7 separate regions of the Mus musculus genome follow, and all the other regions are linked to region 1. Evidence: chromatin contacts called from public HiChIP or PLAC-seq and promoter capture Hi-C data. All regions are on one chromosome and are shown on one strand. Each heading gives the region's core, a stretch centred on a gene start, on an enhancer-like site or on the middle of the called end of the contact. The rest is flanking DNA. Distances are from core to core; before and after follow the strand shown.

Region 1 (3,884 bases), core at 606-3,105:
TTTAAATAATAAGGTGGAAAACAACTGTGGAAGACACCTGACATTCACCTCTGGTCCCTACACCCAGTTGCAGACATGTACATATTTACCCCTGCACATATGTGCTGCTGTGTACGTAACTCTAACTGAACAGGAACACAGGCGAGCACATGCACACACACACAGAGAAATATTTATTTGTTCTTAGCCAAACCAACAGTGTTTAGGTAACCTAGGGTTGCTTTTCTCCCTGGGAATGACGCAGGGAGTGACCATGACATTGTTGCCTAACGTTGTGAAGACGACACTTCTAAATTAAATTCTAGGAAGGCTAGGTTGCAGAACACCCCTCCCCAGTTGCCCTTCGGCTGTGATTTTTGGACGTACTCAAAGTGCACAGCCGATGGACCTTCCGTATTAGCTTGTGACTCTTAGGGGAAAACATTAATGAAATGCTTTGGGCAGTTTCCTTAAAAAAACAAAACAAAACAAAAACAAGGCGATGTTTCTGGAAAGAAAAAGACAGAAAAGCTTAGCAAGTAGTGCTCAAAGTTCGATGGCTTTTGTTTATCCTCTGAACCGAAAACTCGTGAAGATTTATCATGTTACCCAAAGGAAGCCATGATGCTGTTTTCTCGCAAAATACCAAGGAATTGGCGCCTTCCAGCATTGGGTGAATATGTAGTGGAAGAAACGGAGGGAGGTTTGCCAGATCCCAGGCAAAGCATCATGCCATCTAGGAGGGGGTGTGGACCCTGCGCCATAACAAAGCTAGTATTTAGAGAGCACTTACTGTATGCAACTAAACACTTTATGTGTCTTAACTCACCTAATCCCCACAACAACCTGGAGGAAAACACTATTATCTCCATCTTACAGAGCAGGAACAGGCCTGCCCAAGTAGGTCAGAGTCAGCCGGCATCTAAACCTAACTTGCCTGGCTCCAGAGTTAGGTTCCTACTCATCAGGAGGCTTTCTAAACTTGTAACGTCGACAACAAAACGCCCAAGTACAGGAAAGAGAGATGTCTAACCAAACAGCGTGTTAAGAGGTTTTATGGATGGCTGACAGATGTGAAATCTTCAAGGTCAACAGGTGGAGAAAGGATCTGGACAGAAATAGACTCTCAGGGGAAGGAGCAGCCTGACCTGACAGAAAGAAGCAGCAGTTTGGGTGTGTGCCAATCGATGATGACAGCACGCGTGGGAGGAATGCTGCAGAGAGAGGCTTCGCTAGATCCTTCAAGGTCCTTTAGGGCTAGGCTTTCCCGGCCCCGGTTATCTACCGGGGCTGGGGGTTGGTGTTAAAATTCTCAAGCTAGTATGTGCTCATCCCTTACTTTCTGCAGGGTCTCCCCTGCCAGCGATCAAGGAAGACAACACATCCAGGTTTCTTTCTGGGGAAGCACTGAGTGGAGACAGTCAAGGTCACCCACGATTGGGTACAGTGTGTCCAAGCGGACCACTAGAGTCCTGTGCCAGACACTTGGCTGTCAGCCGGGCCTGGCCAACGCAGGAACGTGCGCACCGCCGGAGCCTGGCGGCGACAGTCACCTGCTCAGCGGGTACAGAAAGACCTGTTCTCTGCTTTCCCCACGGGCGGGCCACCGCCCCAGGTCTCCAGGCCCCAGAAGGTCAGGAGGTTGTCCTCTGGGGACTCCCGCCACCCGCACCATCCTCATCACCCCAAGGAATAAAAGCCTCAGCGATTGGAACACGCTACGCCAATCATCCTAGCCTCTGCCCACACCTCCTCCGGTGTACATTGCATTGGTTGCATCATACAAGCCTCCGATAAGATCCTCTTCTCGAATTGGCTAGTAGAGGCTTGCCCCGCCTAACCCTTCTTAGTCGGAAGGTTGTGATTGGTTAAGCGCGTTGCCAAGCTCCGGACGCGGCTCGACCATTGGAAGCCGCGGGCTGCCCCGCCCGCCGGCGAAGGTGAGAGTCTCCTCCAGTCACCGGACCCCGCACCGCACAGAGCTGCTCCCGGCTCGTTCTCGAGGTCTCGGCACATTCTGTCGCGATGGCGCCTCCATCAGTCTTTGCCCAGGTTCCGCAAGCTCCTCCGGTTCTGGTCTTTAAGCTCACTGCGGACTTCCGGGATGATCCAGATCCCCGCAAGGTTAACCTCGGCGTGGGAGGTAAGGATGCAGTGCCTTGGAATGCGAGCAGCCTGGGGGGAGGTGGGCGTAGGAGGAGCTGAGATTTAGTTTGTGTCTCCCTGAGAGGAGCCCGAGGAGAGAAGGTTGGGACCACGAGGACATCACCAACCTACCCATTTTGCAGATGGCGATACAGAGTCCTTGGAAAGAGGGGGTGTTCAAGGTCACGCAGAACAGGTGTAACATCTGGGACACAAATGTTGTTTTTGTTTCTCCACCCAGTGTTCTTTATAGTACTTGTTCTAAAGCAACGATGGGGATGGTAAGGAGAGAGAAGTATGGTAGCTTTAGCGTCTCGTGGTCAACTGGAACTGGGAATGAAAGAGCTGTTAGCCTAATGGAGCTGTAGTCCGGGTTGAGCGAGTAGCAGACGCCACTTAGGAAGCCTGTTAACCCACATGGGGAAGATGTAGGTTTGGTTTATTCTCAGAGTGGAGCAGATGAGGCGAAGCCCATGCATCTCAGGCCACACACATCTGGGTCTTCATTTCTTGATCATTTGCCTTGAACCAAGTTAGCCTTCTGCCAAGGTCGTTTGTGTTGTAGTTTCTAAAGCCCTTTAACTCGAGCCTCCGGCGACTTCGTCATCACTGTTTGGATGTTTGAAGCTCTACAGAGCTTGGTGTGCATTTGGCCACGTGCAGAGGCCAGCCGAGGAGAGAAGAGTGAGCAGACTGATGCTCTCAGCAGGGAACCAACCGGAACTGAAAGCGCTAGAAGGTTAGAAAGAAGAAATGGAGTTGTTTTGAAGCAGAGGGTGACGTTAAGGGGATTCAGAATCTAGGTTCTTAGAGAGGATGTGCAAATATAGCCCTAGTGTCTCTGTCTCTCTGTCTCTGTCTCTCTCTCGCTCGCTGGCTCTCTTTCATCTAGGTTCTTAGAGAGGATGTGCAAATATAGCCCTAGTGTCTCTGTCTCTCTGTCTCTGTCTCTCTCTCTCTCGCTCGCTCGCTCGCTCGCTCTCTTTCATCTAGGTTCTTAGAGAGGATGTGCAAATATAGCCCTAGTGTCTCTGTCTCTCTGTCTCTGTCTCTCTCTCTCTCTCTCGCTCTCTTTCATCTAGGTTCTTAGAGAGGATGTGCAAATATAGCCCTAGTGTCTCTGTCTCTCTGTCTCTCTGTCTCTCTCTCTCTCTCTCTCTCGCTCGCTCGCTCTCTTTCATCTAGGTTCTTAGAGAGGATGTGCAAATATAGCCCTAGTGTCTCTGTCTCTCTGTCTCTCTGTCTCTGTCTCTCTCTCTCTCGCTCGCTCGCTCGCTCGCTCTCTTTCATCTAGGTTCTTAGAGAGGATGTGCAAATATAGCCCTAGTGTCTCTGTCTCTCTGTCTCTGTCTCTCTCTCTCTCTTTCTCTCTCTCTCTCTCGCTCTCTTTCATCTAGGTTCTTAGAGAGGATGTGCAAAATAGCCCTAGTCTGTCTGTCTGTCTGTCTGTCTGTCTCTCTCTCTCTCTCTCACACACACACACAGACACAGACACAGACACACTTCATCAAGGAATAGGAGTGGCTAAGAGAAAATCCTAAAATGCTGTTTTATTGATGGTGTCTGGACATAAATGATACCTAGCATTTTCCCAATTTCTATGTATGTTTGAAAGTTTTCAAAATAAAAAGCATAAAAAGGTCAGCATTCGCTGCTTTGCCAATGGAGAGGAGCTTGATGGTTTTAGCAGCCCTCAGAACAGGAGAAATACTGAAAGATTGTCTTGACTAGAAATCACAGTGGTCACCATATAAAGTCTT
Region 2 (3,442 bases), core at 396-2,895, 1.3 Mb after region 1:
CCTTAAGAGAAGAGTATGGCACTGAGGGACCCTGGTGTGTTTAGTGTCATTAGACCCAAGTCCAAGGCCTGCTTCTCTTCTCTGCTACGGCATAGGCAAGTGATTGAAGCCATATCTTCACATATACTCTGGCCCAGACTATCTTCACATATATGCTGGCCAAACTATAGCTTCCCCTGTGAGTTCTGAAAGAACTGCAGACAGTATACTCTCACTGTTGGCCCAGCATGCCGCCTGCTCACCTCTCATCCCACTCCAGGTGTGCTTCAGGGCTGTCCTGAAGGGGAACACCTGGCCACTGTGCTCTTGAGAAACCTCAGACATCTCCCTTGGGTACTGAATGATCTGCAAAGGCCCCAAACAATAGGTCAACCAACCAGCCAAGCCTTGTTAAAATATGTTTCCAGTACAGCTCAGGCACCCGGAGACTCAGTAAATACCCTGGAGTCTAATTTAGAAAGGAGACTCAGAACTGACAATCCGGACATGGCCTTGCTGCTCACCACACTCTGCCCTCGCCTCTTACCAGCGAGGTTCTGAGTCCTCAGTTCTAGGTCACCCAGAGAACTTAGCACATACTAGCTCAGTTTGCCTAGTTAGGAAACCCTGAGGCTCCCAATAGAAAGCTGTGGTGTTGACACCATGACCGAGAGGAACAGACCTGCTATGGCACCTCTTCCAGGGCTGTCAAAGTTCCCGCCAGCATCCCAAGCTGTCCCAGAGTAGAGAGGCACTCTGTAGAGGACAGCTAGCAAAGCCTGGGTGCTCAAAGCCAGGCTCTGGGTGGACAGCCCATGCCACCGTATCCCGCTGGGTTATTTATAAAGTGTTTTCAGATGAGTCAGGCACACACTGCCCAGTAAGTACCTCAGAGAATGTGCCAGGAGAAATGCTATAAATAGCGTGGATTTCTGGGCTCCCACCGACCCCTAGCAGCCTACTTCTTGTAGAAAGGTAGGTAGGAGGATGGGGCGTGCGTTGGCCAGCCATTGTCATGACCCCAATAGCAACCTGAGGCCAGCAGGAACATGAGTCCTGGCAGGTTAGTCTGTGGGGACAGATGGGAAGCCCCAGGCTGGGGGAGAAGAGCCTTAGCCAGGCATTTTATAGACACAGACCTCAGCCCATTTCCCCACCCAGACTGACAGATGTGCCCGAGAAGGCAGCCTGCACCCTGGTTCCCCACACTGCCAGTTCGCACCTCTATTCAGAGTATACAGCTCTCCACCTCCAGAGTGGAGCCCAGAGACCAGCTATTTATATCTCTCTAGAAAGGGAGCCAGGGCCCCCAGCATCCCTGCTTCCTCCCCCTCTTGGCAGTTGCTAATTACTTCCTCAGCTGGGTGCAGCCTGCTACCCCTGGCTGAAGCCACCAGGAACAAATGCACCTGTGTTCACACCAAACATCCCAGGGAGGCTAGGCTCCCATATCCAGGCAGAGTGTGACCACCCAAGGCCTGCCTCTGGGGTCAGGACTCTATACCTATAACACCATTCTGTGAGTCTCAGAGGAGGGTCTTTAGGACCCACCCTGTTCTTGGTAGCCTCCATGCAAGCTAGAGGGTTAGCCTGCCATTCAGCCAACCTGCTGTGTGCCTGGCCCTGGGCTCAGCTCTGTGGGAAGAGGCAGGGAGGGCAGAGAGATGAATAAGCCTGCCCAACCGCCCCCGAGGGATGCAAAGACATAAACAACTCATTATGCAGTGGAGGAAGACTGAAGCAAGTGCTAAATTAAGGGACAAGCTGGGCACAGAGCCTGCAGGCCCATGGTTCTAGACTGTTTTTTTATTTCTTATAATAAGTAATTCATGATCATTTTTACAAAGAATCTGTATATGCAGACAAAAGAAAACTTATAACGTATTCATATACTATACTCATTATCCCATACCCAAAGGCAGCTATATCCAGGACTGTCACACTTCATTAAATGGAATCCAGATGGGTCTCAGATCTGAGGGTGGGGACCCTCAGCCTGGCTGTGAGATGGTCTTTAGAACACAGAAATTCATAAGAAACGAATAGAAGGGTTTCAATTTGGATAGTGTGACATAGTTATATGAAAATATTCAAATTGACATTGATGCCCAGAAAATGTATGGAAAGGCACACAGTAGGTCAGGGATTTAGCTCACTGGTAGAGCACCAGCCTAGCACAAGAGGCACTACACTGAATCCCTAGTACTGCAATCATAGTCACAGTAAATAATAAATTTTTAAGTCTATTTTTGTTCTGATTTTTTTTTTTTTGAGATGGGGTCTACCTACAAAGTCCTTACTGTCCAGGAAGTCGCAGAGATCCAGCTGCCTCAGCTTTCCAAGTGCTGGGATTAAAGGTATATACCACTACATCACCCAAGTATACTAGAAAATTGTGAAATGTACTCATTAAAGGGCAAATGAGTCAGTCTGGGAGAAAGAAGAGGGAGGAAATAAAGATACTTTTTTCCCATAGAAATTTCTTAATTTGAATTGTTACTATGTATATTAAATATGTTATATATATATATATATATATATATATATATATATATATATATATAAACAAGTTTTATATGTATATATATTAAAATGTCTCCCCTTTACAGTGCTGGAAGTCTAATCCGGGACCTGTGATGCTGGGCAAGCCTCTACCACAGAGTTACAGCCTTGTTACAATTACCCTGGTTATGAAACAAGGTTTCACTATATGGGGGGAGGGCTGATGTCAAAACCACAATTCTACTGCACCCCCCCCCCCCTGAGTGCTGAGATTACAGGCACGGGCTGCCACATCCAGCTAAATTACTTTTAAAACAATTTTGTAAGTTTTTACTAATTTTCAAGTTTTTCTACAGTAGATCATCTTTTCACTCAGAAGAATAGAGTCTTAAAAATAAAGAGAGCAGGCCAATGAGAGAGGGGGGTTTGAGGGTAAAAAATGCTTATCGTTCAAGTCTAATGACCTGAGTTCCCCTCTGGAATCCATGGGAAGAGAGAACTGCCTCTGGAAAGTTGTCCTCGGATCTGCCCACCTGTGCCATGGCACACACTTGCCGGCACTCACGCACACTTCAGGGACACACATACCCATGCTACTGATACATTGAGATTAAATAACAAGAGATAATTATTCTTTGGAACAGTGTGACAGAATTAGTATATGACCCAACAATTGCACTGCTTAGTTTATGCTCAAAAGAACTGCAAACAAGATCCTCAGTTAGGCAGTTGTTCACACATATTCAGTAACAGAGCCAATAACCAAGAGGTAGAAAAAGATGTCCATCAAGGGCCAATGAAACTGTGGCATATCCATAAAATGGGTTATTACTTGACCGGAGAAAGGAATGAAATAATAGCACATGCTAAAACATGGATGAACCGTGAACACATTATGCTAAAGACACAAAATGTCACAGAGAATGGTTTACTTTATCTGAAATGATCATAATAGATAAAT
Region 3 (3,912 bases), core at 536-3,035, 1.4 Mb after region 1:
CGCTTGGGAGGCAGAGGCAGGAGGATTTCTAAGTTTGAGGCCAGCCTGGTCTACAGAGTGAGTTCCAGGACAGCCAGGGTCACACAGAGAAACCCTGTCTCGAAAACAAAAACAACAACAACAACAAAATAGCTTAGCCAGTAAAGTGCTTGCTGCCAAGCCTGTGTCTGTCCCTAGAATCCACCCTGGAAGGAGAGCTAACTCCCAAAAGCTGCCCTCTGACCTGCACACAACGCCACATGCATACAAAAGAATAAAAATCAAGATTTTAATATTAATTACATTAATATTCAGAGAGAAAAGGGAAAAAAAATCCCTACATCTGCTCTAAGCTATACTAGGCCAGTGTCTTTCCAGCAGTCCCTAAGAGGAGCTTATCCAACTACAGTCCTGATGAAGACCAAGTGGTTCTCAGTTCCCACCTTCCCTGCATAGCGCTGGAACACAAGTAGACCTGAATACACCTAAAGGTCACACAAGTCTCCCCAGAACTAGTCATCGCTAGAGCAGAAAGGATAGCCCAACTACTGCCTAGCTGGCCAGAACTGCTAAAGACCAGGGAGACAGGAGAGCCCAGAGGAAGAACAAAGGAACCCTAAAGTCTGTACCTTAGCAAGTATCGAACACCGTCCCCTGCATCCTTCAGGGGTTCCAGGTAGATCTCCAGCCTCTTGTAGGACAGGACCAGGTTGAAGAGATCAAACGCTGCTGACTTGGTAGGGGCAGGTGGACACTCAGAGAGAACCTCAGGCATCCCGCTGGGGCTCGCCTCCGGCCCACTCAGGTCCCGATCCGAAGTCTGCATTCTGTAATCGTAAATCCCTACACTCACGATGCACTTCCAGACTACAACACATTTCCCCCTTGCATTACAGTTCGTGTGGTTCCTAAGGTTAACTGTGAGAGGTGAACGCGAATACCCATCTCACACTGCAAGAAATTTTATTCCTACTGAAGTAGGAAGTAGCAGGGTGAAGGGGATGTCTTCGCTATAAAGCCTATCACTCTTCATGAGCCCCTCCAACGCTCCTTTCCCTCACAGACCTTTCAAGAGCATATAAACCATTAATAACCAGGTTGTTGAAAGAAGGCAGTAGGTAATGCCAAGAGAAAAGATGTCCTGTGACATCTTTCTCCTATCTTTAGCTCCTCCTTCAGGTGTCAGGGTAAGGGGGACCATCTTGTCCTGGGAAGTCTTTATGAACGCGCCAGTGTACACTGGGAGACCCTTACCAGGGCTCCCAGAGGTTCATGAATTTCTCCTAACAACACTCTTATCACGCTCTTAACCCTGGCTCCCATTCATCACTTGGAAAGGGGTCGACTGGACCCCAAACTCTCGACAGGACGAGCTAGGGAGAAAGGGAACCCAAGCAAGCGCGAGACAGGCTTAGCAGGTCAGTGCCGACAGAGGCCCAGACCACCAGCCTGTCTGAGGCCGCGCAGGGCAGGACACGCCTAAGGTCGCTGTGCCTGCAGGTGGCGACCCACACGCGGTGGGAGGGCCGGAGGGCCAGGCTCCGTAAATAAATACAGTGAGGCTGGGGCGTCACGGTCGTCACCTACCCGGACGCTGTCCCAGGAAAGGAAGAGACAGGAACGGCCAGGGGGACAGAAGGGCCACCAAGCCCCGGAGCGGTCCCTCAGGCCAGGCCCGCCCCACCCCACGCCACGCCACGCCACCTCCCACCGACGCTCCGAAGTCGCAGGTCCACCCGGGAACCGTCTGCCCCTCCACCGCCGTCGCTTCCGGGACGCGACTCACTCTGCGGTGGCGCGCCCGTGACGTCACCGCGCCCGTCCCGCCTTGGGTCCGGCCTCCGGGCTTAGCTCCTCCCACCCAAGCGCAGGTGAGCAAGCGCGTTGATACTGCGCCTGCGCACTCTTCCCTCCTTGGCTAATTTCTGGTTAACTCTGTTCCTGCCACCCAAGAGATGACTCGTTTAATGCCCGGGAGTCCTAGGACCTGGGAGCCAGCCTAGCTCCGGAACATTACAGCAAGGACAGTTAGAGAGTCTAGCGTGGTGACACACTTGTAACCACAGCCTTTTGGTTTCTGAGGCTGGAGTATTGCAAGTTCAAGGCCAGTCTTGGCTATGGGAGCTTCTGGCTCAAAAAAAAAAAAAAAAAAAAAAAAAAAAGTGGGGCGTGTGGGGGCAGGGATGGAGAAGGATAAAAAAAAAGAAAGAAAATGTGGATAGAAGCTCTGAGAACCTAGGGAAGACAGAAAACACATCTTGTATGTCAGGTGCCTATGGGTAGTGCCATTTTAACGGTGAGAGAGCCCCTGGCTTGCTGCAGGAAGACACAGCAGCACAGAAACCAGCTGTCTGCTATAGTGCTTGCCGTGAGAACGCAGAGACAAACTGTACACGACACTGAAGTTTCTCTAGTAGTATCAGTAATTTCGAGGGTTACAACATTAGCAGAGACGGAACGGTGGTCCGTAGCTGCTGTGTTCAAGGTCCTGTGCAGGCCGTTCCTAGCTCTATCCTCTTCACATCTTGTGACCCAGCTGTTGTCCCTTAAAACACACCTCCCATGGGTTTCCATTTAACCAGCAGGCAGGCAGTACACTAAGCTTTTTGTGCACATTATCTTATCTGTTCCTCCTTCAATAACCCTATCGGGGTTATCACCATTTCACAGATGAGGAGTTGTAGTCATGGTAAGTAACTTCTTTAATGTCACAGCACATAAACTGCTCGGAGCTGGGATTTGAGCCAAATACATCACTGGATGCCAGCAACCCCAGCCATACCACCACCCACACGAGGCTGCATCCACTGGCTTCATCTGTCCTGCTGTTCTCTCTCAGGTGCCTCAGTCTCAGCCAGCTGAACCCTCTTTGTTACCTGCAAGGGCCCTGGACTCTTGCCAAGTCCTCAGATTGCTTGTCACACCTGCCTGCCCCGATTCTTGCTTCCATCCAAACCCAAGCAAGCCATCATAGCAGGAGTCAGCTGTGAGCAGCCTTCCCTAGCTGTTCAGCCGACAATAACCCCTCCTCTGAGCTACCCCAAAGCTTCACTGACATCTCGTCCAGCATCTCTTTTTCAGAGAGACAGGCACGCCTGCTCTCCTCAGCCAGGACTCAGCTGCACTGGGAATCTGGGCTCTCCTCACTTCCTTCAGGCTGGTCACTGTCCCACAGGCTCTGAAATCTTTACTCTCAGTAATACCCCTTCGCCTGGAGACAAGATGCACAAGAAATTTCTTTACCTCCACTTTTGTTTCCTCCTCTGACTTGCCCGCTCTTCTGCTCATTCCTCACCTATTCAGCCCTCGCCAACTGTAATCCCGTCTTCCTGGGTCACCTCTGCCTTTCTGGCTGCCACACCCAGCGAACATTTCCAGTCTTCCTTGCAGGAGCTCTCAGCAACACTGGACACTTCGCTGTTCTTCCTTTCCCCACCTGAGCGTCCAGGAGACCACCTCTCTTGGCCTCCTACCCTCAAGGTCTCCTTAGGGTTTTTCTTCCCTTGAATGTCATCTATCTGCCACCTTCCTTGCTTCTAACCCTCCCTGGGGATTGCATTCACGTTCACATTCACCATCAGCCGTTAGCTAATGTCATCAGAAGCTAGAGCACTGGCACTATGCGCCCTATAGACCAGACTGGCCTCTGCTTCCTGAGGGATGAGATTAAAGTCGTGCAGTGCCACCGCCCAGCTCCTCAGCACATTTTAAGTGCTCAAAATCTGTGGACTGGCAAGATGACTTGGTGGATAAAACACTTGCTGTACAAACCTGAAGGACTGAGTACAATCCCCCAGCCCCATGGTGAAGGAGAAGCAATTCCCCAGAACTGTCCTCTTGCCTCCTCTCATGCACACATGCACAGCTGCAAACACACACACACACACCACATACATAATAATGTTTTTTTTAACGTTAGTTGTGGGTGGGCAC
Region 4 (3,696 bases), core at 1,182-3,681, 1.4 Mb after region 1:
AAACAAACAATCAGGGTCCCTTGTGTTGGTAGTTACGGTTGGTTTCCTGCACTGTTGCGAGATTCTCAAATATCCCCATTTCTGGCAAGGTTTCTTATGGCGCCCATGCCTGAGGGGAGTGCCCTGCCTGCTCATCAGAAACACTGAATCATAAAGCTGTGGGGAAGGAAACAGCCCCATTGTGTGGCGAGCACCAGCAGGAGCCTGCAAAACTGTCTCCACCCAGCCTTAGTCACATCTGACCCAGAGGTCCCAAGTCCCAATTCCAGCATGGGGTATCCATCTGAGCAGGTGGCATCAGAACCCCCAGGTCCTTAAATATGGATATGCTGAGAGTCTGAGAAGCACAGCCTTCCGGTTTAAGAGCCTGCGGTCTCTCCTCAGCCTGGCACTTCCAAGCAGCACTTAGAAGGAACAAACATTGCTAATTTCTCTTGCGAGATCTTGCACTTGGATATCTTTTGTCTATCATTCTCTCTTCATTTCCCCAGGACTTAAAAAAAAAGTAAACAAACCCTTTGAGACATATTCTTTTGTCGTGTGGTGCTGTGCAGAGGGACAAGGAGGAACTAGTCACCAGGATGAGGAAGAATAAAAAATTCCCCTTTACCCTGCAAAAAGAATCCCACGAAGCTGATGGAACATTTTGAAGTTTCTCTTTACGTGTATTTTTTGCTTGAGTATATATGCACCGGGTGTGTGCTTGGTACCCTCAGAGACAGAGAGGGGCATCAGATCCTCTGAAGCTGGAGTTACAGAAGCTTGTGAGCTGCCCTGTGGGTGCTGGTTAAGTGCTCCTTAACCACTGAGCCTTCCCTCCAGCCCCCTTCATCTCCTCCCTACCTGGGAGTTTTATAGAAGAGAAACTAAACTTAGAAGGTCAGCTTTGACGTGAGGGAAGTCAGGAAAACTTTCTGCTTGCACCTGCTGCCCAGACAGGCATCCCTCCGGACATTTCTGGACAGGAGCACAAGCCCCGGATGAAGGAAATCAACATCCCTCCAGGTTGACAGCTGGACCTGGTGGTACAGCTCTATTATGCCAGCACTCAAGAGGCTGAGCCAGGAGGATGGAAATTCCAGGCCAGTCTGAACTACAAAGTAAAACCCATCTCAGTGAAACAGAAAGGCAGCCGGACAGATAGACAGACAAGAAGTGGCACACAGTAGCTCAGGGACGGAGCATTTTCTCAGCATGCTCACAGCAGTGAAGAACTAAAAAAGAGCCTCACAGATCCCCTGCAGTCATTTGTCCTTTCCAACCCGGCTTCCTTGGAACTGGTGAGACCTTCTGAAAATGCAAATTTAGTGCCACGCCACGGTTGTTGTTGTTGGTGGTGGGGAATAAATTAACCCTTGTAAAGGGCTGACCACATTATAGTCACTCTGTAAAGACTTGTAAAGACCGCAGAATGCCTATTCATAAGTACAAATCACTCTATTTCCTTGCTTATAGAGCCTCAGAGGGGCAAATGCAAACGTCACTGCCTACCTACATCCTCCCACCATGGCTACCTTGCTATTTATAGCGGATCTCCAGGCCTTATTTTATCCCTCTGGAGAAAAGCCGTCCTGGCTCCAGCGTGCTTTCTTCCCTCTCTTCCTTTATTCTGCCCAGGCCCATTCTTCCTCGTTCTAAAAACGTTAGCTCCTTTCTTTACTGGTTATGCTCCTTCTTGTGGCTTCCAGGACCTCTCAAAGATGCTTCCTTCCTCTTTACCTTCTTTCAACTTCATGTGATCATGATTGTAGTCACATACCAAGTGGTGGTTCAGTGTTAGCCTCTGTCGCTAGGCTGTTAACTACCTCAAGGTAAGGGTTGCAGTTCTCTTACAGCCCGTCAAGGAAACTGAACTGGAAAGGGTCTCAGTGAAAGATGTCCAAAGAGCTGTTAAGTTCTCCTTAGGTAACCAAACTGGCACAGTCGCTACAAGATTTGTAAATCATTCTGAATGCAGGCCCAGGAGGCCCGGGAGGTGAAGGGAGTTTTAGGAACTGTAGGTTATGAGGATCTTAACAGTGAAACCCTACGCCACGTGCGTTGGACTCGACCCAGAGAAAAGGGGCACTTGTCACGTGTACCCTGCAGGGCCCGCGGTCTCCAGCCGCACCCCGTGTCAGGAATGCGACCCCGCCCCGCCTGCGTGCCCGCAAAGCAGAGCCCGCCCCTGGGACTGACGTCAATCAAGGGGGCGCCTCCAGGCGTGGGGAGGGCAGGTGAGCTGGGAGGATGGGGAGGACCCGGAGGACACGCCCCTCGCCGATACTCCCTAGATGATTGGACTCAAGGAATCTCCGCACTGGGTTTGGAGGCGGGCACGGGAAAAGGGAGGGATAAGGCACGCCCCTCCCCCCTGCAGCAGCTGATTGGTCCGCGAAGGCTCCGCGTTCGATTTGGCGAAGTTGGCTCGGCTTCTCGCTCTAAGGCTGTGACCGAGGATTGGCTGTTGAAGGGGCTCGGAGCACTTTCTCTGAGGAACTGTGGCCGTGATCCAGGTGGCCCGGCCAGGCTCCCGGCTGCGTTCCGCCTGCCTCGGGCAGCTAAGGCAACCAGGTAGGTAGGCCACGGTCCGGCTCAGCTGTGCGTGGGAGCGCGCGGGCCGACGGTCGCAGCTGGGAATCCGCTGGGTCTCACATCCTAGATCCACTTAGGGGCTTCTCTCTGTCAGTCGCCACCTTTGAGCCCTGGGGCTCACTGTGGTGGGGATGTCGTCCTGTAACTTCGGCCAAGATATCCTCTCTCAATCTCTTAGCCAGCCAGTCACCTCCGCTTGGCCTTTGTGATCACTTTCAGGGCAGGAGCCCAGAGCTGCGCTCGCCCTTTTCCCAAAGCCCGAGAGAGGTTACAGTAGGCGTCTTGGCCGCCGGATCCCGATTGGGGTCTCCTGGAACTGGCAATAGGTTGACCCGACACCGATCTAACTTCCCAGAGGGCTCTACTCTAGCTCCGCTTGCTCTAAGTCCAGCGAAGAGGCTGGCGTGGGAATCCTGTCTGCGAATCAGTGGCGACCTCCAAAACCCCCAGACGAAGATGGCACGGTCTTAGAGGTTTCAGAACCTTCTGCCCCCACGTTTCTTTTGACCACCTTCTCAGCCACCTGGAAAGAATGAAAGTAACACTGGTAAGGCGCCCAGGTCTGACCACCTGGTTAATAGCCTAAGATCACCTACCAGCCTTGTGGAGTTGAGCAAGTCACCACTTCAAGAGGTCAGCTTTTTCATCTGGAAAATGTGTTTAACAATAGTGCCCGCTAACAGGGGATTAGGATGCCACCTGACAGGAGGACCAAAAGGTCCTCAAAAGTGCTCTTCTTGCTTGACGCAGCAAGCTTCCTTCTATGTAGCCATGGTTTTAAAAGTGCACAGATGAGCCTGTCTTTGAAGCCCTCTGAGTAGTTTGTACGTCAGTGCTAAATTAACCACGGCCATGGTTCTATATAGTCTTGTTAATAGCTTTCTCTTCGCATCATTTTTCATTCAACCAATGTACAATGTTGAGTGTCCACAGTAGGCCAGGTACTAGGATGGTCATTCATATTTCATCTCTGTACCCAGTGAGGATTTTCCCTCTCACTATTTTGATTGATGAACAAAGCAAAGGAAAAGTGACTTGTCCAAGGTCACTCAGTGGTCAGCGTCACTGCCACCTTAGGGGTTTTGAATTCTTTCAAAAGGATCTTTTCCTTGCTCTGTTAGT
Region 5 (3,826 bases), core at 909-3,408, 1.6 Mb before region 1:
GCTCGGGGAGGACACAATTTACAAATTGATGTGGATATGTTGGGAGCGGGACACAAAGCATGCCAAGGGCAACATGCATCTGCAAACAAAATATGCCACAAGCCAGGAGACGTACAAAAGTAGGGGGGATGCACACAAGGGCACAACAGCCAAGTTCGGAGGTGCACAGGCACAGAGAGCAGTGTCCATTACACAGACGTTGCCTACAGACCCACAGCTTAGCTAGATAAACATGCTCTGTCCTGGACTGCTCCGCTGCCCTCATTCTACCCAAGGGCCCCTTTCCTGCGGGTCGTGTAACCAACACCTCCCTCCCTCCTTCCCCCTTTTCTAACTAGGCCCAGTTCCCAAAGGCTTGAAGAGCAGCCACATTCCAAATGTCGTGAGAATACGACAGGATCTGGGCTCCGAGAGGGAGGAGGTGGGAAAAACACCGCAGCAGGGGAACCTGAAACCTCCTTGTTGCACGGCAGAAAACTGTTGGGACCCCCCCCCCCGCCCCTGCTAGTGCATTTATTTCCACTGCAACTCCAGCCTAGCCAGACTATAGAGTAGGTAAAAGCTGAGGAAGTGTGGGTGGCCAAACGAAAACCACAAGCTTGAACATCCCCAACCCCAACCCAAAGGATGAGGGACAAGAGAGGCAAGAAGCTATCTTCCCTTCTCTAATTCCTAAATGCGTGAGAAAACTGATAGGCGGGAGCCAGGGTTAACAGGATGCATCTCACAGGGCTCCAGCAGTCTACGCAAAGTTTTGGGTGAAGGGGGGTCCTTTCAGTTCAGACCCAGCTATTGGCTATGTGCCTGTTCCTTCGGAGGCCAGTCCCTGCAAGGACCTGCCTGGATAGAGCTCTTAGGCACCTCAAACCTGGCAACAAATCTCAACCTGCTTTTTAGTTGGCAGCCTTTGAGGCTCATGGTCTCCCTCAACTATTCATTCTGCTGACCACAGAGCAACGCTGTCGGGGATCCGGGAGTAGTGCCTTTGGGGAGCCAGGGTTCCTGGTACTAAAAGCCCTGGACTTGCGTACCCGATTCGCAGGGCCCCGGATGCACCACAGTGAGGTTAGCGTCCAGCCGAGCGCGGGCGGCCTCCTGCAGGCGACAGATCTGCGCGTAGGTTCGGCCGTCCGAACCACAGAGCGGGCGCTGCGAGCGGCAGACACACAGCGGCTCCGGCACCTCTCCTCGACTCAGGTCACCGCCCGCGTCCAGCCTGCACTCGAGCTGCTCGCCGCAGCGCCCGTAGAAGTTAGCGCTGGGGTCCAGATCGCAGAGCTGGCCCTCCAGGTTTGCGCATTCCCAGCAGCAGCCGCACGCATCCCGCACCCGGCCTGCTAGGCATCCCCGCGGCGCAGCGCACTCTTCTGGCCGGCAGGGAGCACAACCCTCGCCCTCGGCTAGCAGCCGCAGCCAGCCTCGCCGCAGGTAATCGGGGCCTGTGGACGGCCTCGCGCTAACGGGTAGCTGGGTCCACACCACCAGCAATAATGGTAGTAGCAAGGACAGCGCCAAGGTAGGTGCAGCATAGTTAGCTGGAAGCCCTGTGAACACTCGGGGCATCGGCGCGTAGGTGGCACCCTGCCAGGAGAGGGAAGCCAGGTCTGGAGGTCAGAGATAAAGTCAAGGCTGTATAAAAGCTTGATTCTATCCTCTGCTACCCTGTAGCCAACTAGAAGCCCTAACAAAGAAGCCTGGTGATTCCCAGGGGTTTATGCCAGTTGGTAATTGATTAAGCTGGTCTTGGGGACTAGGGAATAAAGAGAGAGTGTATCGGGGAATGATCACTAACACCCATGCAGGGATGCACACACCCATACACAGACATACGCGTATACACACACACACATGCATACATATATGCACGCGCGCGCGCACACACACACCAGCATCACCTCCAGAAACCACCCAACTCTGATGCATCTTTGCCCCAGAGATAGATAAAACTACACTTGATGTAAAAACTTCAGGTTGGGGTGATGGTGCTGGGGACATACCAGCGACTCACCTAGTGCCTTGGACTAGGCCCTTAACAGCTGGGATTTCCAACCTAAAAAAAAAAAAAAAAAAAAAACGGTAGGGAACGAAGAGTCGCATGCACGGCCAGCCAGACCCGCAGGCCACCCCTGCTTCTGTCAGGGGATCGCTGGCAGCCCACAGACTTAAGATTCAAAGAGAAACTCCTCCGCCTCTTCTCCCCGCCCCCAGATGTCGAATACCCGCCTTCTTCCCTGGCCCCGAGGCCGATAATTTTATCCAGTCTCACAAGGACCCTCCTGGGCCTTTCACTTCGACCCTAGCCCAAAGTCACAATGAGTGTACAGAGCCGCGTAACCAGACGCCGCCACTGGGAAAGCAAAGGCTATGAGAAGAGAATAGGGGTGGAATGGCCGAGGAGCTCAAACTGTTGGCTGAGCCTCAGGTCCTGTCTCATCTGATTTAGGTCTGGAGAGCGGCAAACAGCTACAATATAGAAAGAAGGAAAGGCTAAGAAATTTTACTCAATGTAAAATTGACTTCAACACTATGGGCGTTTCTGGAGGCCAGGCTCGGGGCCAGCTTCCTCTGGGCACGGTTTGCAGCTGTGTTCACCCAGTCTCTCCACTGGGGCGCAGACTAGACTATAAGCTTTTCCAGCTGCCATCCACATCTGGCTACCTCCCTCCCAATATAGGGCAGGTGCTTGAACCCGCGGAGGAGCCTGGTGATTAGAGGTCGGAACTGACTAGCGGCCGCAGCAAGGCCGGCGGGTGACTCCCCATAGGGCGTCTCTGGGCTCCGGATTACAGGTTGCAAAATTCGAGCATGTCGGGGCCAAAAGTGTTCAGTCTGGAGACCTCCGCCAACGCCACGGTGGCACTTTTGGGTTAGGGGCAGGAAGCAAAGCATCCCCGGAGGCCCGCCCACCACCCCGAGAATGGCAGGCCCCGCCCCCGCCGGCCCCCAAACAGCTTCCAAAAACCGCAATCCAAGCTCCTAGGAGGAGGAGGAGCAGAAGGAAACCGGGCTTTTAGGCAAGGGAAGGGTGGGGCTTATATAGGCCCCGCCCAGAAGGCGTCAGAGGTTCTGACTGCGCGTGCGTCCGCGGCCTGCGGCGGCTCCGCTCTACCCTGCGAGGAAGAAGCACTGCAGTCACCGCGCAGTTCTGACTTTGGCCGAGCCCTCCTCAAAGGAGCGTTCAGTCAGCAGAGACGCTGCCTCTGATCAGAGGGGTTCCGACAAGGTAGAAGAGAGCTGTACACAGGCAATCCCAAACTCCGAGGAGACGGGAAGCGAATTTCACGCGAGGTTTCGGGATTGTCGCGAGAATCCCAACGGCAAGCTAGAAAAGGAAAAGCCCGCGGCTTTTAAGCCAGGAAAGAACGAGGGCAGGCAGATTCCGATGGTGGTGCTAGGCAATCCCTTGGTTGGAGGACGCGTTAACTGTTGGCCTGGGAGCAGAAGTGAAGCGAGAATTGCAGGATGTTTTGGAAAAGGCGCGAGGAGGGCTTGCCTGGTGGAGGAATGGAGACACTCTAGGGGAGGTCCCTAGCTGTAACTGGGGGCGGTGATCGTTGCCCGATGTAGAGTGGGAGCTGTCCAGGTCTAAATGAGGAACTGTGAGCTTTCAGCCCTAGGAGCCACTATCAAAATCCCCAGCGTCAGGGTCCTAGACACGCTTTCCATCTTAATCGTTGCCGGCGTTTACTGTTAGTCTTCGCGCCTCTAGTAGGAATCACTGTGTCTTCTGTCTCTGTACTCCCCACCCCCACCCCCACCCCCCGCCCGAGACCGACTGCTAAGGAAGTTCTTGGGAAGCATTTGTGCTTTAAAAGTGAAAGACTCC
Region 6 (3,958 bases), core at 650-3,149, 1.2 Mb after region 1:
AGAAAATTGTCTATAAAAAGGTGGTTGTGGGGGAGAGGGAGAGATGTGTTCTTCTGGAACAGGATAGAACAAGAGAGGCTGCTTTGTTGTCTGGCTCGAGAAGGGGCGGAGGGGGGGGTCGTCATTTGCACGCAGCTTTTGTGATGAGCACCTGTCAGGGTTGTAGCAGCACAGGCTTCAACCCACTGATGAAGCTATGATCCCTGGGGTGGGGACAAATCCTGGGGAAGCCAGGGCTAGCATGGCCAGGGCTTCTCACCCTCCTCCTTTTCTTCTTCCTCAGGGCTCTGGAAGATACTCTATCTACATAGCCAACTATGCCTATGGTGATGTGGGGCCTGATGCCCTCATCGAAATGGACCCTGAGGCCAGTGACCTGTCCCGGGGGATCCTGGCACTCAGGGACGTGGCGGCTGAGGCTGGGGTCAGCAAGTACACAGGTAAGCAGAGTTATTAGTAGAGGGGCTGGGGCTGGGGGTCCAGGGCCCTGCAGAGAGCTGTGTCTAAGTCATCAGCAACCAGGAGGACAGAGAAGGTTTATAATCCCTGAGCAGGGAGGAAGGCATTTTCCCTTCCCACCATGTATGCTGCCTCTCCAAAGGGGAGGTGAGATCCCTGGCAGGTGTGAGCTTGGCGGGGTGGGGATACCGTACAGCAGGCATGAAGTGAAAGGGAAAGAACACCATGTATCCTGTCCCAGGAACCCCGTGCCCCCTCCCCTGCTGTAACCCCAGTGATGAGTGAGCAGATTGCATTGGTGAAATCTGACAGATCACAGGAGCTGAGATTTAAAGCTTTCTTTATTGCCCAACAGCAGATGAAATTATTTACTTACACATAAGCGGCCAGGAATTGAGCGCTAAGTCCCTAAGCTCCGGCTGGGTCCCGTCTCGGATAACTGAGCTCAAAGAATTGTGTTCTTGTTCCAAACCCTCTCCCGCACTTTTTATGGAAGGTGCGCTCCCCCCTCAACTTTCTGGATGGGGGACCTATTGTCAGAGAGAGCCTCTGACAGGAGCTCTTTCTAGGGAAGGCTGTTTTTCTAATTCCAGCAGGGCTGCTGACTAAACTCTGATAATCTGCCAATAGGCTGTTGATGGCAGAGCCATCCAGTTCCTGTTGTGAGTGCCAAAAATCAGGAAGCCAGGCCTGTGCATAACAACTTGGTCTCGTTCACACCCGCCTTGCAGTTGGGATGTAGAAATCCTCCCGTTAGCTAGCCTTCCCCGTACATCTGCTCCAAGTTATACCACGGACACGACCACAGCGTCGGCCAGCCTACACTCAAGGCTTGTGGAGCTGGAAAGTGGCAGGGGAGATGAAGTGGGCCCCTCCCTTCCTCCAGACACTGGGCTGGTAGTAGCAAATCTCCAAGTTGCATGCTGGAAAGGTTGCAGGAGTGAGCGGTGCCCTTACCCAGCCGACTTGCCACCTCCATGAGAGACAGAGATTGATGCTGGCCTATCTGACAAAGTTTTTGGGGACAAATGACTAGACAATAAAATAGTTTGCATGGCTCAAGCCCCATCAATGTGCCTGAGAGCCCTGGGCATAAACGTGCGGCGGAGAGGCTGAGTGTCAGTCATAAACCATGTTTCCCTGGGAAGAAGAATAAACATGAGGCGCTTCAGCCCAGATTGGTACAGTCAATTTTTCTGAGTAAGCTCCCAGTTCTGTGTACTGGGCTGGCTTGGCAATTAAGTGCCTTGATCTTGCAGGAGAGGGAGGGGTATGGGCTGGGGGATGAAACACTTGAAAATGATGAGATGGAAGGGAGGCAAGGACGGGGAGAGTGCATTACACGCAGAATGGAAGAATTCAGGAGGCTGGAGCATGAAGGGGGCATTGTTCACGCTGGCTGGGCTGGCACAGAACCCAGGAGGGATAGGAGGGGCGCAAGCAAAGACAGCTGAGGAGCAGAGATGCGATGGGAGCCCCAGCCAACTGTGCTGGCCGTGCTGGAAGGATAGGGCAACCCAAGGCGGGGGCAGCAGCTTCTGTGGAGGGATGGAGGAGGCCGGGGCAGCTGGCATACCCAGAGGACACATAAGAGCAGTTCTGCAGACTTCCAGAAGCTATTTGGCTGGCAAGAACCAATTTGGCCTACCAAGTTACTGTTCTGTCTGCCTGCCTTCCCCAGCCCCCCAACATTATCCTGCAACCCCCACTTGTCACTCGGTTAATGACACATGGACATCTGGCTGGGAAATGACCCCAGAGTGCTCCCTTGAGCCCTAGGAATGAACCCCAAATGTAAGGGCCACTATGCTGAGCCCAGCCCAATGGCCAAGACTCTGGGCAGGTGGCCAGCGCTCATTGCCAGAATAGTGCAAGGAAGGGGTCTGGGAAGCCAGGAGGGACAAGCAAGGCCTAAGCAGGCTGGGAGGGAGAAGCAAGCAGTGGCCAGATGTGCTTCAGGGAACTGAGGCTTCTGCAGCCAAGCCACAGAGCTCCCATTTTTTTTTTGAGGGCAGCCACCAGGACTGGGTGGGAGGACCTCCCATTTGCCAAGGGATCAGACTAGGTCCAAAGAGCAGAAAGGACTTGTACAAGGTCACTTAGGAGACTTGGAGAAAGCCAGCACTTGGGGCCTTATGTCCTGATGCTTAAACCAGCCATAACCAGCTGACCTTTCTGATGACCTCCAACTAGAGCAAGCTGCTCCCAGCTGGTAAAGGGAAGGCCCCTTACCCTCTGGGTATGAATTGGCAGACAGGCCCTGAACTGTGTATGCAGGTTGTCAGGCCAAAGCAGCTGTCTGGCCTGGGGTGCTCAGGACAGCAGGCTGCAGTGGTGGGGGGCTGGAGAGCAATGGCACGCAAACCACACACAAGTTGTTAGTTGTGCAGGAGGGGGGAAGGGAGATCTCTCCAGACACTATTGATTCTGGCATCCACTACCACTCTGCTGGGTCACAGTGCCATCTAGTGGCTGAAATGCCTGCTCTCAGGGGACTGAGCCCCTGGAGGGTGTCTGAACCTGAGCTGCTAGTACCCACAGTGGCAGTAGAGAGCCTGCTGTCCCTTGCTGTGGCTCCCTAACCACTCCAAGGTCTCTTCAACTATCAGAGACCACTTGGAGCCAGGAAAGGCTGGGAGCTGAGATGTGTGGGAACCCTGAGAAGTGGTGTCCGTCCCACAGAGGGTTTGGCATAGGAGAGAGCAGCAGTCCTGTGGTATCTCACCAGGCACCTTGACCCAGCCAACTAGCAGAGTGGCTAAAGGGAGCAGGCTTACGCCGGCCTGGACAGCCATAGAAGACAATGACCTCTCCCCACACAAATTCTACCTTCACAGTGTTTTGGAGAAGGAAATAACATGGGGATGCCTAGTCCATAGCCTGGGCCTATGGCTCTGACACAGTGGCACCAGGCTTCTCTGCTGGGCATCTCCTGGGGCCTTGAGCTAGCTCAAGGATGGAGCTGAGAGAGCCAGCCCATCTGTCATGGAGGCATGAAGTCTGTGTCTTCCCGTCTAGGCACTATGCAGGCGGGCATCTTTATCCCCTCCCCAAATGGAGTGCAGCTTTCTGTCACCGTCATCCTTCTTCCCTCTGCACATGGCCTCCTTCTCCCAGGCCCTACCCTTTTCCCAGGACCTCTGCACTCAGGCCACACCCCCTTTGAGGGAGCATCTGCCCAGGCTGCAAGGTGGTGATTAAAGAAGCCTTTAAGGAAATTTGGAAAGAAAATGGAGGTGGATTTATGATGTTGGGTGGAGAGTTCTGCTGTTGGCTGGGAGCAGTGTGGAACAAAGCGGAGGGCAGATCTGATTTATAGGAAGTCATTATTGGAGGAGACGGAGAGGCCCAAAGCCCAGCTGAGCCCTTCTGGCAGATCCCCATCAGCAGCAATGACTGGTGTCTGCCGGGTGGGGGCTGAGGAGCCTCTCAGGTTTCCAGGTGGGTGTCAGCCATCTAGATAGCTGTAGCTCAGCCAGCACTAGCAGCCAGGACCAGA
Region 7 (3,491 bases), core at 124-2,623, 1.4 Mb after region 1:
CACATCTGACAACATCAACAAGAAAGAGCTGACATATCTTGACCTACTAATCCTCTAATAGCTCTGGTCTGATCTGTGTCCAAAGTTTTAAATTCTTATGAAGTCTCAAATGGATAAAGGTCACTTCTTCGCTGCCTCAGTCACCTCATGCCCCACATTATCCTGCTTCCACACCCCCCCAGTACAAAAGCAGGCGACAGAATTAAGGTCAGCAAAACTGCCCTAGCTAAGTAAACTGCTAATATAGAACTGAAGGAAAAATTAAAGGGCAGGAGACAGTTTCGTGTTTTTAAAGCTCCACACTCTGACACTGAGGAACCATAAGCAACGATATGAACCTTTTCCCAGAAGTGAGCAATAATCAGGACAGATGACACTGACGAATCCACCCACGCTGTCACCAATGACTGCTAATAAGAAACCTGGGATCCCTACAAAGACAGCCCCACAACACAAGAGGGAATTAAATCCTCTGAGTCCGTGATGGGTCGACACACAGCTTTGGGCCAAACTAAAATAAATAAATAAAAGGTGAAAGAGAATAGGTCTAAAACCCTGAATCTGGAGGCAATGACTAGCTACTTGTCCCAGTAGTTTGAAGCTAAGGGACCGACTGGAAAGCAGCTTGGGTCAGGACTTTTCTGCCCCGTATCTGGTCAATTTCCTCTTTTCTCTTTTCGCTCACGCCTTCCCCTGCAAAAAGGTTCTGATTGATTTCTTCATCCCGCGAGGTTTCTCCACTTCCAGTCCCCAGAAGCATCCCCAATCTCGCCGGGGGCTGGCGCTGAAGTTTCTTTTCTGCACCCTTTCGATTCCCCCTTTCCCCGGTCCCAGGGCGCCGCCCCCGCTGCGCCCGCACCCCCGCGCTCACCCCCTGAGAGTCCTTGACGAAGTAGCTTCCACTGGAGCCCTGGTAGATGCGCTCGGGATAGATGCTGCACTCGATGGCAACCTCGGCCTGCCGCACCACCACCTCGAACTCGGGGTCCTCCGGGAAGTCGTTCCGCTCGCGGTGGGTCTGAACGGCGTGCGCCGCCACGGCCGCTTGGGCGGCCAGGGCCTGGGCCTGCACCGCCACCGTGTGGGTCTGGCCCTGCGCCGCCGCGCCCCGGGCCCGGTCCAGCAGGGGCTGCCGCTCCCGGTCGTGGCCGGGCGAGCACGGCGGTGACGGGCCGGAGCCGGCCGCCGCCGCCACGCGGACCGCGCCCCCCGGTACTTGCGGAAAGTGAGCTCCGGAGCCCGACGGGAAGGTGTACTCCGGGGGTTGGGCCCGCTCGGGGGACACTAGCGGGCTCGTCTCGTCCATCCCTCAGGCCGCCGGCTCGGGGACCCGGCGCGCTCCACACCAGCGAGCTCGCGGCCGTGACCAATCCGCGGCACTCCCCCACCTCCCGCTTGGCCAACCAGGGAGCCGCGCCTCCGTAGCTCCGCCCCTAGCCTGTCCTGTTTACTTGGCGACGCGTAGGCACGGCCCCTCGCGCTTGTGTAGTGGCCAATCAGAACCTGCGCCTACGCAATCGCGGCCTCCTTAGCTTTCGCGTCACCTTCTGTGGAGACCGCGCATGCTCGAGACAAACCCGGGTTAGGTACGCCCTCTGCCCTTAGCCCGCCCCAGCTTCCAATTGGCAGACAGATCTTCGGAAGCTTTTCCGATAGCTGCTTCCTTGCTAACTTATTGACTGGCTACGCTGAGCTGACTGTGAAACTGCAAAATGTCATTTTTGTGTCACTAAGCACCAGCTATGGACAAAGAATTGAAACGACAACAATGACATAGGTCACTTGTGCTATCGCAATAAGTTAAAAAAAAAAAATCCTAGTACCTCAGCCGGGCGGATGCCTTTAAACCTTTAAACCTTGCACTTGGAAGTCAGAGGCAGGTAGATCTGTTTCTTTGAGTTTGCGGCCATAGTGAGTTCCAGGACGGCCAAGATTACACAGAGAAACCCTGTCTCGAAAAACCAAAAGTAAATAATAAATGTCAGTCTTCATGCAGTTTACATAGTATGCTTTGCTCATATACTATGTAAATCTGATCATTGAGGAAAGCTTTGGTCCCTTGAGAATAAATTAGTCCGTGACTTTATTCACCTGAATGTCTAGACACAGTTGGTCCTCGTTTTCATTAATAAAAGGAAGAAGCTTTGTCCTCACTCTGTATAAGCACCACCGGAGACAGATATAAAGCTAACAATATTAGCTGAAAGTTCGCAATAGTTCATAGACTTGAGAACGTGAGAAAAGGCCGTATACAGGGTCTGTACCAAGAGCCAGCTGCTAAAGGAAGTAGCTGAATTGCAAGGGGAGAAGGGAAGAAAAGGCATACCATGCACAGGGAGCATTGCCAAAGTGAAGGAGGAAGAAGGCTAAAGCCTATTTAGGACACCCTGCTTGGCTGAGGAAAAGCAGAGCTAAACACTAAAGGCCTAGTGAGCCAGCAGAGGGCACGTGACATCCGGAAGCTTCAGAGGGCAGAGCTTGCAGGAGTGCAATGTAGAGCGCATCCACTCTAAACCTAGAGACAGAACAGAGGCTGCAGGCATGGAGGAACAGCTAAGGCACTTGCTGCTCTTACACCGGAACCGGAACCGGAACCGGAACCGGAACCAGTTCCCAGCACTCATATCAGGTGGGCCACAAAAACCTCTAAGCCTTGCTCTAGGGAATCTGACACCCTCCTTTAAGCCTTTTCAGGTACCTTCACACGGACAGGCACAGAAGAGAGAGTGACAGAGAGAGAGAGAGAGAGAGAGAGAGAAGAGAGAGAGAGAGAGAGAGAGAGAGAGAGAGAGAAACAGACAGATTCAGAAGAATAGAGAAAATGATAATAATAATAATAATAATAATAATAATAATAATAATAATAATAATAATAAGGAGGGACTGGAGCGATGACTCAGTAGGTAAGAGCATAGCACCCACATGACAGTTGTCTATGTAACTCAAGCTCCAGTGAATTTGACACCCTCGCACAGGCACAGAGTGCAGGCAAAACACCAATGCATATAAAATAAATAATAAAATAAATAATTTCAATACAATTATAGTGTAAAATGTAATACATAAAAACATGGGCTTGGAAATCAGAGATGTTTGAAGTTAAGCTCTGTTCTATAAATTATTAGCTTTTTTTAAGAAGTTGATTTTTAAATTTTCTAAAGTTCCCCATCTATAAAATGACAGTAATCACCCTTACCTATAATCAGGACACAAAAAGCCTTCCACAGACATCCCCTTTCATAACTGCTGAGATTATGATTAATGGGATTTTTGTTTTTCATCTCAGAACCACCAGCAAGCAGAAGTTTTCACAGAAGATGACCAATCACATAATCACCTTAATGTTTTCCGTTTATTTCATTTTTGAATGATCGCATGTACACGTGTGTCTCGTGTGTGTGCATGTGTGGTAGTCAGAGGACAGTAACTGGTTCTCACTTCTATGTGAGTCCCAGGGATTAAACTCAGGTTGTCAAGCTTGGTGACAAGTG

The links. Promoter capture Hi-C pulls out the DNA fragments that hold promoters and counts their contacts. HiChIP or PLAC-seq counts read pairs in DNA pulled down with a chosen protein or histone mark.
Region 2: a contact with region 1 is called in an H3K4me3 HiChIP or PLAC-seq map of forebrain, with 7 times the contacts expected there. The contact joins the enhancer-like site here to the promoter of Got1 in region 1. A contact is called at or near these places in 3 of 39 promoter capture datasets (the C10 cell line, hippocampal neurons and stem cell-derived epiblast-like cells), 2 of 115 datasets of contacts at active chromatin or transcription factors (embryonic stem cells and forebrain) and 1 of 9 other capture datasets (embryonic stem cells).
Region 3: a promoter capture Hi-C map of embryonic stem cells shows a contact between it and region 1, with 5 times the contacts expected there. The contact joins the promoter of Zfyve27 here to the promoter of Got1 in region 1. A contact is called at or near these places in 4 of 39 promoter capture datasets (the C10 cell line, cranial neural crest, embryonic stem cells and 1 more), 3 of 115 datasets of contacts at active chromatin or transcription factors (bone marrow-derived macrophages, embryonic stem cells and large pre-B cells) and 4 of 9 other capture datasets (adipose tissue, embryonic stem cells, liver and 1 more).
Region 4: a promoter capture Hi-C map of liver shows a contact between it and region 1, with 4 times the contacts expected there. The contact joins the promoter of Avpi1 here to the promoter of Got1 in region 1. A contact is called at or near these places in 8 of 39 promoter capture datasets (the 3T3-L1 cell line, the SN4741 cell line, embryonic stem cells and 3 more), 5 of 115 datasets of contacts at active chromatin or transcription factors (embryonic forebrain, embryonic stem cells, epiblast stem cells and 2 more) and 2 of 9 other capture datasets (adipose tissue and embryonic stem cells).
Region 5: a promoter capture Hi-C map of hippocampal neurons shows a contact between it and region 1, with 6 times the contacts expected there. The contact joins the promoter of Kazald1 here to the promoter of Got1 in region 1. A contact is called at or near these places in 2 of 39 promoter capture datasets (hippocampal neurons and pre-B cells) and 1 of 115 datasets of contacts at active chromatin or transcription factors (pancreatic cancer cells).
Region 6: a contact with region 1 is called in a promoter capture Hi-C map of hippocampal neurons, with 5 times the contacts expected there. The contact joins the enhancer-like site here to the promoter of Got1 in region 1. A contact is called at or near these places in 2 of 39 promoter capture datasets (the C10 cell line and hippocampal neurons), 1 of 115 datasets of contacts at active chromatin or transcription factors (differentiating embryonic stem cells) and 1 of 9 other capture datasets (liver).
Region 7: a promoter capture Hi-C map of liver shows a contact between it and region 1, with 2.8 times the contacts expected there. The contact joins the promoter of Pi4k2a here to the promoter of Got1 in region 1. A contact is called at or near these places in 9 of 39 promoter capture datasets (the 3T3-L1 cell line, the C10 cell line, embryonic stem cells and 5 more), 5 of 115 datasets of contacts at active chromatin or transcription factors (astrocytes, embryonic stem cells, large pre-B cells and 2 more) and 2 of 9 other capture datasets (adipose tissue and liver).

Annotation. Positions count from the first base shown.
Region 1 is chr19:43,522,576-43,526,459 of GRCm38.p6, reverse strand. Got1 (glutamic-oxaloacetic transaminase 1, soluble) reads left to right here and starts at 1,855. Exons shown (of 9, transcript NM_010324.2): 1 at 1,855-2,122. The coding sequence starts at 2,005.
Region 2 is chr19:42,235,969-42,239,410 of GRCm38.p6, reverse strand. No RefSeq gene overlaps it. Among named protein-coding and RNA genes, the nearest start is that of Golga7b, 18 kb to the left of the region's middle. Within about 2 kb of position 1,645, at least 57 of the 459 cell types and tissues checked have an H3K27ac peak or open chromatin away from gene starts, as enhancers often do. A contact at or near this core is called in forebrain and hippocampal neurons, where this site is marked.
Region 3 is chr19:42,168,440-42,172,351 of GRCm38.p6, reverse strand. Zfyve27 (zinc finger, FYVE domain containing 27) reads right to left here and starts at 1,785. Exons shown (of 13, transcript NM_177319.3): 1 at 1,567-1,785; 2 at 609-806. The coding sequence starts at 805.
Region 4 is chr19:42,127,728-42,131,423 of GRCm38.p6, reverse strand. It overlaps Avpi1 (arginine vasopressin-induced 1), which reads left to right and starts at 2,431. Exons shown (of 3, transcript NM_027106.4): 1 at 2,431-2,553.
Region 5 is chr19:45,074,419-45,078,244 of GRCm38.p6, reverse strand. Kazald1 (Kazal-type serine peptidase inhibitor domain 1) reads right to left here and starts at 2,158. Exons shown (of 5, transcript NM_178929.5): 1 at 2,009-2,158; 2 at 1,032-1,581. The coding sequence starts at 1,563. It overlaps Gm35782 (a long non-coding RNA gene), which reads left to right and starts at 3,136. Exons shown (of 4, transcript XR_877888.1): 1 at 3,136-3,223.
Region 6 is chr19:42,315,087-42,319,044 of GRCm38.p6, reverse strand. Crtac1 (cartilage acidic protein 1) reads left to right here. Exons shown (of 15, transcript NM_145123.5): 5 at 284-440. Among named protein-coding and RNA genes, the nearest start is that of Mir3085, 37 kb to the right of the region's middle. Within about 2 kb of position 1,899, at least 63 of the 459 cell types and tissues checked have an H3K27ac peak or open chromatin away from gene starts, as enhancers often do. A contact at or near this core is called in differentiating embryonic stem cells and hippocampal neurons, where this site is marked.
Region 7 is chr19:42,088,317-42,091,807 of GRCm38.p6, reverse strand. Pi4k2a (phosphatidylinositol 4-kinase type 2 alpha) reads right to left here and starts at 1,373. Exons shown (of 9, transcript NM_145501.2): 1 at 872-1,373. The coding sequence starts at 1,306.